Regions from separate parts of the Zea mays genome. Here all the other regions are linked to region 2. Evidence: chromatin contacts called from public Hi-C data. All regions are on one chromosome and are shown on one strand. The core of a region is the stretch at or near the end of the contact, and the rest is flanking DNA. Distances in the headings are between cores, read along the strand shown. Region 1 holds the start of LOC100273569. Region 2 holds the start of LOC100381797. Region 3 holds the start of LOC100279401.

What was found. A called contact is a pair of places that touch in the nucleus more often than the background predicts.
Region 1: a Hi-C map of bundle sheath shows a contact between it and region 2, with 4 times the contacts expected there. The contact joins the promoter of LOC100273569 here to the promoter of LOC100381797 in region 2. A contact is called at or near these places in 10 of 25 Hi-C or Micro-C datasets (bundle sheath, ear, endosperm and 4 more).
Region 3: a Hi-C map of tassel shows a contact between it and region 2, with 2.6 times the contacts expected there. The contact joins the promoter of LOC100279401 here to the promoter of LOC100381797 in region 2. A contact is called at or near these places in 2 of 25 Hi-C or Micro-C datasets (ear and tassel).

The regions. Positions count from the first base shown.
Region 1 is chr7:146,356,032-146,358,881 of Zm-B73-REFERENCE-NAM-5.0, reverse strand. LOC100273569 reads right to left here and starts at 1,325. Exons shown (of 18, transcript NM_001147987.1): 1 at 835-1,325; 2 at 686-727; 3 at 487-584. The coding sequence starts at 1,047.
Region 2 is chr7:145,929,585-145,932,284 of Zm-B73-REFERENCE-NAM-5.0, reverse strand. LOC100381797 reads left to right here and starts at 1,389. Exons shown (of 5, transcript NM_001361315.1): 1 at 1,389-1,630; 2 at 1,729-1,875; 3 at 1,997-2,473. The coding sequence starts at 2,065.
Region 3 is chr7:146,194,870-146,197,664 of Zm-B73-REFERENCE-NAM-5.0, reverse strand. LOC100279401 reads left to right here and starts at 1,447. Exons shown (of 4, transcript NM_001152413.2): 1 at 1,447-2,795. The coding sequence starts at 1,748.

The DNA.
Region 1 (2,850 bases), core at 76-2,575, 430 kb before region 2:
CTTCTGTAGGGTTTCGACTCTAGTCTACCCTAACTTGCTTGAGACTATAAGACTTTGTTGTTGTTGTTACACTATCAAGTACCCCCTCCATTCAAATTATAAGATATTTGGTTTTTTCTAGATACGTAACATTTTTACGCACTTAGATATACACTATGCCTAGATACATATTAAAAACAATGTATCAACAAAAGTGAAAATGCCTTATAATTTGGAACACTTTGCAAAGGATCTGACTTCAGTGCAATAAAAAAGAACACCCCATCCAGTTAATAGTTTCGCCCTAAACACAACCAACTTGCTCTCTGGGTGTATGTCTCCTCAAAGGGAAGATTGAACATGGCGGCTAAGCAAATGACAGTGTCCAAAAATTCTCAGATTGATAAATAAGCTGGAAACGGAACTCCTTCAAAAGCTATATACAGTTAATAAAATAACTGAAATCATCCAGATAATGGGTTCAAAGTATTGAATCAATATGGTTACCTGAAACGCTTCTCTGCACCACAAGTGATCAATGCATATGGGTCAGATGTCCCATTTAAGTTCGCCGCCATCAAATTTTTTGCAGCCAACAATTCGAGCTGAACAGACACATCCAATCAAAGTCATAAACCATCCAGAACAACTGCCGGCAGCAAGACGTGGAAAAAAGAATAGAGGCCAAAATCTGATCACTGATCACCTTCACTACATAGGCAGAGGGGCCGCTCACACCCCCCTTGAACTGCCCCAATCCAATCCAAGCGCATCCATCAAACGGGAGATCAAGGCATCAGCATCCGTGATGACCAGCACCATATGACCCAAATTCTCCGAAACCCAAGACGTTACCTTGTCGGCGCCGTCCAGCCCCCGCACGAGGAGCTCGTCGGCGTCGCCCGCCGCTGCCGCCTGCGAGGAGCGCGGGTTGAGGAGCTCGTAGGCAACGTAAAGCGCCACGAGGATCATCGCGGCGGCGCACGTGACCTCGATCTCCCAGAAGGTCGGGAGAAGGAACCCAAGCGCCGCCACCGCCGGGGTTGACCCAGCGACCTGCGACGCCATGCCTGCTCCCGCGCCCCGCGCCCGCGCCCGCGCCCGCGAGAAGGGTGCGTGCCGCGTCCTAGGGACTCGGGAGCGGTATGGGCGCGCACGCGAGGGCCATGGAGGCGGGGGCGACCAGGGGAGGAAGGAATGGTGGCCTGGTGGGGTGGTGGTTATGCAGGGGGACGACGAGGCGGGGAAGGTGGGAGCGGTCGGGTCGCGGTCGCGGGATGGGTCATGGGTGGGCCACCCTGCAGAGGCCGGGACCAGTGGGGTCGGACGGGGAATTCGACGGTGCGGTTCGGTTCAGTTCTGCCGTCTGCGGAGGCCGGAGATAATGGACTTCGACGCCGGTCCGATGGGTCCACGACGACGCCTGCGCCGGTTGACCTGGGAATTGAACCCGGGCCGATGTTACTCTCCGTTTCCTTTGGGTCAGCACCCGAAGGTTTCAGTTCGGATAATTTTGTCTTTTATTAAAAAGAAACAATTTTGGTTGCACAAACATTTATTTCAACGCGATAACATAATTACATAACATTTGAGGTCGTTCAAAAGCTCTAAACTTTATATTTTAAAATTTGAGTACTTCATAAAAGATAATAAATAATTTGATAAAAAATGACAACTGCAAGTTATAAATCTTAATGAGCCATACATTTTTTATATTTTTTATGTAAAGTTCATCTTCGTTTGATCTCCCATGTAGTTATGAATCTGTTTGATTAACTATTACGGTAGAACAATTCTAACTTTGTTAGCTTTTCATCCCGATGCCTTTTAGAAACTACTCCCCCTTTTCGCACTTCTAGGAATTGCTCCCACTTTTCAAATTGTAAGGTGGTCTTGGTTTTTCTAGGTATACTAGGTGTATGCCCATGCATTGCTACGGAGTCAACATGTACTGGTAAGATGCAATGAGACGTAGAAGCACTATGATAAAATACATTGATATGTAAAACAATTATTGTTATTCTATACTTTTGTTAGTTACATACCTAAATAAAATATAGTACAATGACTGTCTGTTGCAATGACACACAAATTCGATAAAATGGTAATGTACAATAACTGCACAAAAAACGAATAGCATACATTATTATAGATATAAATTTTTCACATCCTAGTTTTATATCAGACTCCCATCTTATTATTATTTTGTTAGACGAGAAACAGACATGTTAAGAAAACTTGGTCCAAAACCTCTATAAAAGCCCCTCCAGCCATCTTTATCAAGCAACAGCCTGGTAGTTTTCATGACTGAAGATCTACCCTTACCATAGTTGTCCATAACCTGAAATCACATGAAAATAATAAAACACCCGGTGATGGAATTCTCACAATTACCATGCATGATAATAGTTCCTTCTATGGCCGTAGTTAGCTACTTAGTTGTACTAACTTTAAGTTCGGGTACATAGCCTATGTAACAAAGGTGATATGATAAACAACCAACCTCTGCAAAGATCAAGAAAGCATAGATGTAATGCTCCAAGATGGATCACCTTTTTTCAAAGACCGGATAAGGAAAAAAAACAAAGTATATTGGTGCAAAGAACATAATAAAGGTGCTCTAAGATACGCATAATCGCACAGTATGTTCTAGGATCAATGCACTTCAATAGTCATGTTAACGATGGGGGAAGTCATGGAATGAGAAACATACCTTTATCAACAGGTTCAATACAAGTGGACCAACAAATTGAGAAGCATCATTGCCAATCTACAATGTTGAGAGAGAGAGAGAAAGATGATGAGCTACTGAGAATATCACAAAGTGTTTATATAATGGGGAAAATATTAAAACTGTAATTAAAAGGCACA
Region 2 (2,700 bases), core at 140-2,639:
GCTACTACCACTACCACTGATGCAGTGCTGTGACACTGTATGCATGGGGGCTGCCAAAGCCAAAGCAGTGTGCACCACCATCGTTGCCTGCCGATCTCCTGCTGCACTTGCTCATGCATCCAGTGGGACTGGGACCAGACCACCACCAGAGTACCAAACGGACTTGGACTGGGTGCGGCCGTGCGGTCTACAGTTAGTCGTGCTGCGGGTAGTGGCAGTGGTAGCTCCCCATATGCGTGGGCCCTCCATATGCCGGGGCCAAAGCCCAAACATCGGCGTCAGAAATTTAACGTGTGGGGTTCTTTTGCTTTTGCTTGCTCACACCAGTGACGCTGAGAGCCATACGGGCCCGCCAGCCGTCTTCATCTCTCCTCCTCAAAAGACAAAAAGGGGGGGAAAACCACTTGCATGAGCGACTGGTTCCTCATGCATGTTATGTCACCACCAGACGGATATAATTCTATAAATAAATAAATAAACAAATAAATAAAATCCATCGCGACTACAAAATAACAATATTTTAGGTCACTCCGTCCAAACATTAGTGATATTGACAAGCATAGACAAATATGCTCCAACGTGCAGGTTCACATGATCGATATGTCACCTGTTAACTTTGCTATAAATATATGAGGCACCAAATTCATAGATTGGATCTATTTGCTTAGAATCATATCTTACAGATACAGTTAGCTCTTATATAGATTCTACCACATAATGCACGTATTGGATTAGCATCGGTCGACGATGCATCATCATCATAGGTGCCGTTTGGTTCACGAAAATGTAACATAAATGGTAATAATTTACACTCAAATACCGGCGGTAATAAATTTGAATAAGACAATATTCATTTATAATATGATATCGATTACGGTTAGACTTAAACAAACATGATTTAACGTTATAGGTTATCCATCACGTATTAATATGTGAACCAAACGACACCCTATTTCTTATAAGTTATTACGTCCGTTCTTTTTTATTTATTATGTTTTAGTTTAAATATAAACTTGCGGGAGATAAATATTTGAGAACAGTTAGTACTAAATACGGACCAGGAGACAAAAAAAATTGTCGAACGGGGTAGTTACTCCGTCCGTTTTTTTATTTGTCGCGTTTCAGGAGCATATACACGCTACGTGGTGTGACGCTTAACAGCACGGTATACGTGGAGGAAACGGTTACTATATGGCCGGGAAAAAGTTTTATCTTTCTTTAACGCAAGAAAGAAGGCAGCAAAGTCACACAATTATTCCCCCACGGGTGAAAAATAGAAAAATCAGGAGCCGGAGACCACCCGCGTGCTCTGCTCACACATCCTTCAGCAGTCGTCGTCCTCGTTGATAAGCAGGGGAGGTGGATCACTCGAACGAACCTAATAATAAGTGAGCTTCCAGGTCGGGGAGAGGGACCGCCGGTGGAAAAACTTTGGAGGCGCCCAACTTCCAAGATACCCACTAGCTCCCTCCCAGCCTCCCACCTTGCCCTTTCCACCCTTCGCTGATGCTAGAATGATGGGATTTTTGGAGCTCTAAGACAAGTACTACTGATCCTTGCGCTTCACTCGCCCTCTTGCTCCCTGCGTGTTCTTGATTTGGCCTCAAAATTTGTTGCTTGTTTTCTCGTGGTGAGGAACTATCTTACCTACTTGTTAGGGGATGAGACGTTTTTTTTAGTTCTCCTTGAAATTTATGTGCATGCTAATTTGTTTGATTCTTTTTGCAGTTTGAGGTGACATCTCGGTTCTAAAAATCTGCCAGATTTCTTCTCCCTGTTTGTATGGACAAATTTGGGAACGAACCCTAGTCTGTGTGTGAAGCAGCCAAAGTAGTGTTCTTGCGGAGCAAAGCAAAGCTAAAGCGGCAGCAGTTGGTGAGGATACAAGAGATACAGAAGGGCTTGTTAGATTCTGTAAAGACATTCTTATTAGCTGATATTTTTTTTCCATCAACTGGGGCCGGTTTTTCGGAAGTACGCCCATCTTGGATTAAAGCCTCTCAATTTCAGGATTCGGCACAAGCACAATACCATCAGGTGAACAAGAGCCATTTGGTCTTGGGCATGGAGAAGCAATCCAGCACCCGGCATGGTGCCCTAGAGAAATTGAAGAGCTTCCGGGGGATAGAGAAGCAGAGAAGCTTCAAGTTCTTGTCCATGGAGAAGCAGCAGAGCTTCAAAAGGAACAAGGACAGCCCGGGGAAGCGGGGTGACACCGCACTCCACCTTGCGGCGAGGGCTGGCAGTGTTGCACATGTCCAGAGGATCCTTGCGGAGTGTGATCCAGAGCTGCTGGTGGAGTTAGCTGCCCGCCAGAATCAGGACGGTGAGACTGCTTTGTATGTGTCTGCTGAGAAGGGCCATGTCGAAGTTGTGTGTGAGATTTTGAAGGCTTCTGATGTGCAGTCAGCTGGACTCAAGGCCAGTAACAGCTTCGACGCATTCCATATTGCGGCAAAGCAGGGCCATTTGGGTGAGTTTTCATTCCTCGTCATTAATTAGTTGAGGATTAGGTAGTGTGAATCGGAATTCTTTAATATACGGATTCATTTGTTTTGTACCGGCAGTTCTATGTGATCTTTTGTATTGGTCATTGTTCCTGCAGTTCGCATGTTTATAAAAATTGACTTTTATCTCATTGACTTATGCAAATCTCTATGATCATGAAGGATCTGTTCCCCACATTTTCCCCCTAGGAAC
Region 3 (2,795 bases), core at 198-2,697, 270 kb before region 2:
CGCCAGTTGCGCTACTCTCTCTCCCCCACGCCCTCGTCCTCACCGCCAAGTGTCTGATGCCCTGCTGCCTCGCCGTACGCCCGCGTGACCGCTGAGGTGAGCCTTCCCCTCCTCCTTCTCCCTCTTCCTTGGCGGAATCGGCCTGCCCGCGTCTCCCCCCCCCTCGTGGTGCGGCCTCCGTGGCTCGCAGCCGGCGCAACCCGACGTGATCGACGCGTGTGTGAATCATCTAGACCCCCTAGTGATGTTTTGACAATTAATGATAATATAAGGTGATATCTCTATATATACGTATATCGATACAGTGATATAGAGATAATTAAATATATACTAGAGGTGGTTACCATTCAGCAAGTACAATCAAACAAGACCTTATCCACAGGGGTGGACCGAGAGGGGGGGGGGGGGGGGCAAAGTGGGCCATGTCTACCCCTCAATTTTCTCTCTTATATATCTACTATTCATTTAGTGTTAGTATAGAGAAAAATTAAAAATTTAGGTCCGTTGAAGTTTTCTGTTTACATAACTGTAGATGATACTGTTTGTAAAGTAGGGCTTAAAATAGAGGATAAGATAGGGAATCTGATAGAGATGGCCTAAAGTTTCAATTTTATAATGAGATGATATTAGACTGGTGTTAGGTTGTTATTGAAATTTTAGAACACGATCCTTGACCCATAGAATCAACCTGAGATCATCGGCCCATTAGACTCAACATATCAAATTCATAATATTCTCGTCCCATAGATGTATAATTCCCTTTTTAAAGTGTCGACCAACAACCCATGACCCCTCTCCTCAATCCAATCGATCCAGAAACATTTTGACTATGGCCCAGTCCCATTCTTATCGACACCGCCTGATGCAATCCGCTTCGATGTCTCATTCCTTATGTCGCGACACTGCACAACCCCAACCCTTGCCGGTGCCCCTGCCTCGCTCGTCATCCTCATGATGCTAGCTAGCTCAACATGTCTGATCTCGTTCGTCGCGATGATGTGACCCGTCCTTGGAGGTCAGCGAGCTTGTCGAACCAACGAGCCCTATCTCTCAACTAGAGATGTTCCTTGACCCACCCCTTTCTCGGCACACTTGCCCATCGAAAAGATCAATATTCGACAAGGTACACCCATTTTTTTATTAGGCCAGTAAGAACTTAACAGTATGTTTACTTCTTTTGTTTATTTATTTTTTTTTGAATTTATATCATGTATTGATATAAAACTTGAATTCAATGCAACACTAGTTTTAAAATCCGTTGCTTGATTTGTCATGTGGTTTTTTGGTCTCCCATAAATTTTCGTTATGCGTCCGCCACTGGTTGGCCACCATCGAGGCCTCGACCTCCATGGGAGCCAGCTCGAAAGACGAGGGGCCGAGGGAGGTCAGTCGAGGAGCGCCGAACCAAGACAGGCCAAAGCCATTGCAGTGCAGTGCGCAGCCCATCATTTCTTCCTTCCATGTCACAGGGGAAAAAAGGAGAGGCAAGAATCCAAAGCAGCCGTACAGTACACCCCTCCATGGCAGGCATGCCCCGCCTCTCTCCTCCTTTCCCTGCAGCCGCAGTCACAGCTGTGAGTCTGTGACCTGTCCAGTTCAATCGCTTCAGCGTTCACAAGCGCGTTCAACACTCCTTTCCCCTCTCCACCTCGCAAGCTTGCTCACTTTTGTCTCTGTAGTCCTCAGCTACCTCGTGCGGTCTGGGACTCTGGGGACATCGTTGCCGTTCCCGGGCTCGGCAGCCGCAATGCTTGCGCAGGTGCTCCTCGTGCACCTCCTCCTCCTCCTCCCCGCCACGTACTCAGCCGACCACCACCGCCATTACCGGGGCAGAAGGTCGCTGCACGAGCCGCTGTTCCCTCTGGAGAGCACGCCCGCGCTGCCGCCGCCACCGCCCGCGCCGTTTTTCCCGTTCTTGCCAGGCGCCGCGGCGCCACCGACGCCGGAGGTTGGCTCGGCCTCCGCCCCGGCGGACACCGGTGCGGCTGACGCGTCATCGTCCTCCTCGTCGCCGCACCCCACGGCGCCGGCCAACATTTCGTCCTTGGCCGCGCTGCCCGTCTCCCGCGCCGCGCCGCTCCGGTCCTTCCTCTCCTCCCACCGCCTCCTCACCGTCCTCGTCCTGGTCGTCGCCGTTGCTGCGGCCGTGCTCACCGCCGCGCTCGTCTACATCCTCGCCCGCCGCCAACGTCGTCACCCTCCCAAGGCGGAACCTGCAGTACACACAAAGCCCTCCTCGCTTGCACAGGCCAACCCCGTGGTCTACGATGGTGGCGACCAGCGTGGGCGGGGCTCGACGGCCACCGTCTCCAGCACCAGCTCGCCGGAGCTCAGGCCGATGCCGCCTTTGCCACGGCAGTTCCAGCAGACGCGGATGAACTTGCCGACGCCGTCGTGCTCAAAATTCGTTCTTGACGCCGGAACAGGAGGTAAGCGAGCATCTGAGGGTCCTCCTCCGCCGCCGCCTCCTCCACCACCGCCGCCTCCAATGCCGCCGGTGAAAGGCAAGGGCGGCGCCACAGCAGCAGCAGCTCCTCCGGCGCCGCCGCCTCTGCCGCGAGCCGGCAACGGCAGCGGCTGGTTGCCCCGGCGGCACTCTGAGCGCCCAACGACCACGGTGATCAGGGCCTCGGCGAACGCAGTTCACCCGGAAGAGTCTCCAGAGCGCGCCCCGTCAGAGAAACAAGCGGACGCCGACGCGGCTGCTCTGCCGAAGCTGAAGCCGTTGCACTGGGACAAGGTGCGCGCGAGCTCTGGGCGACCGACGGTGTGGGATCAGCTGAAGGCGAGCTCCT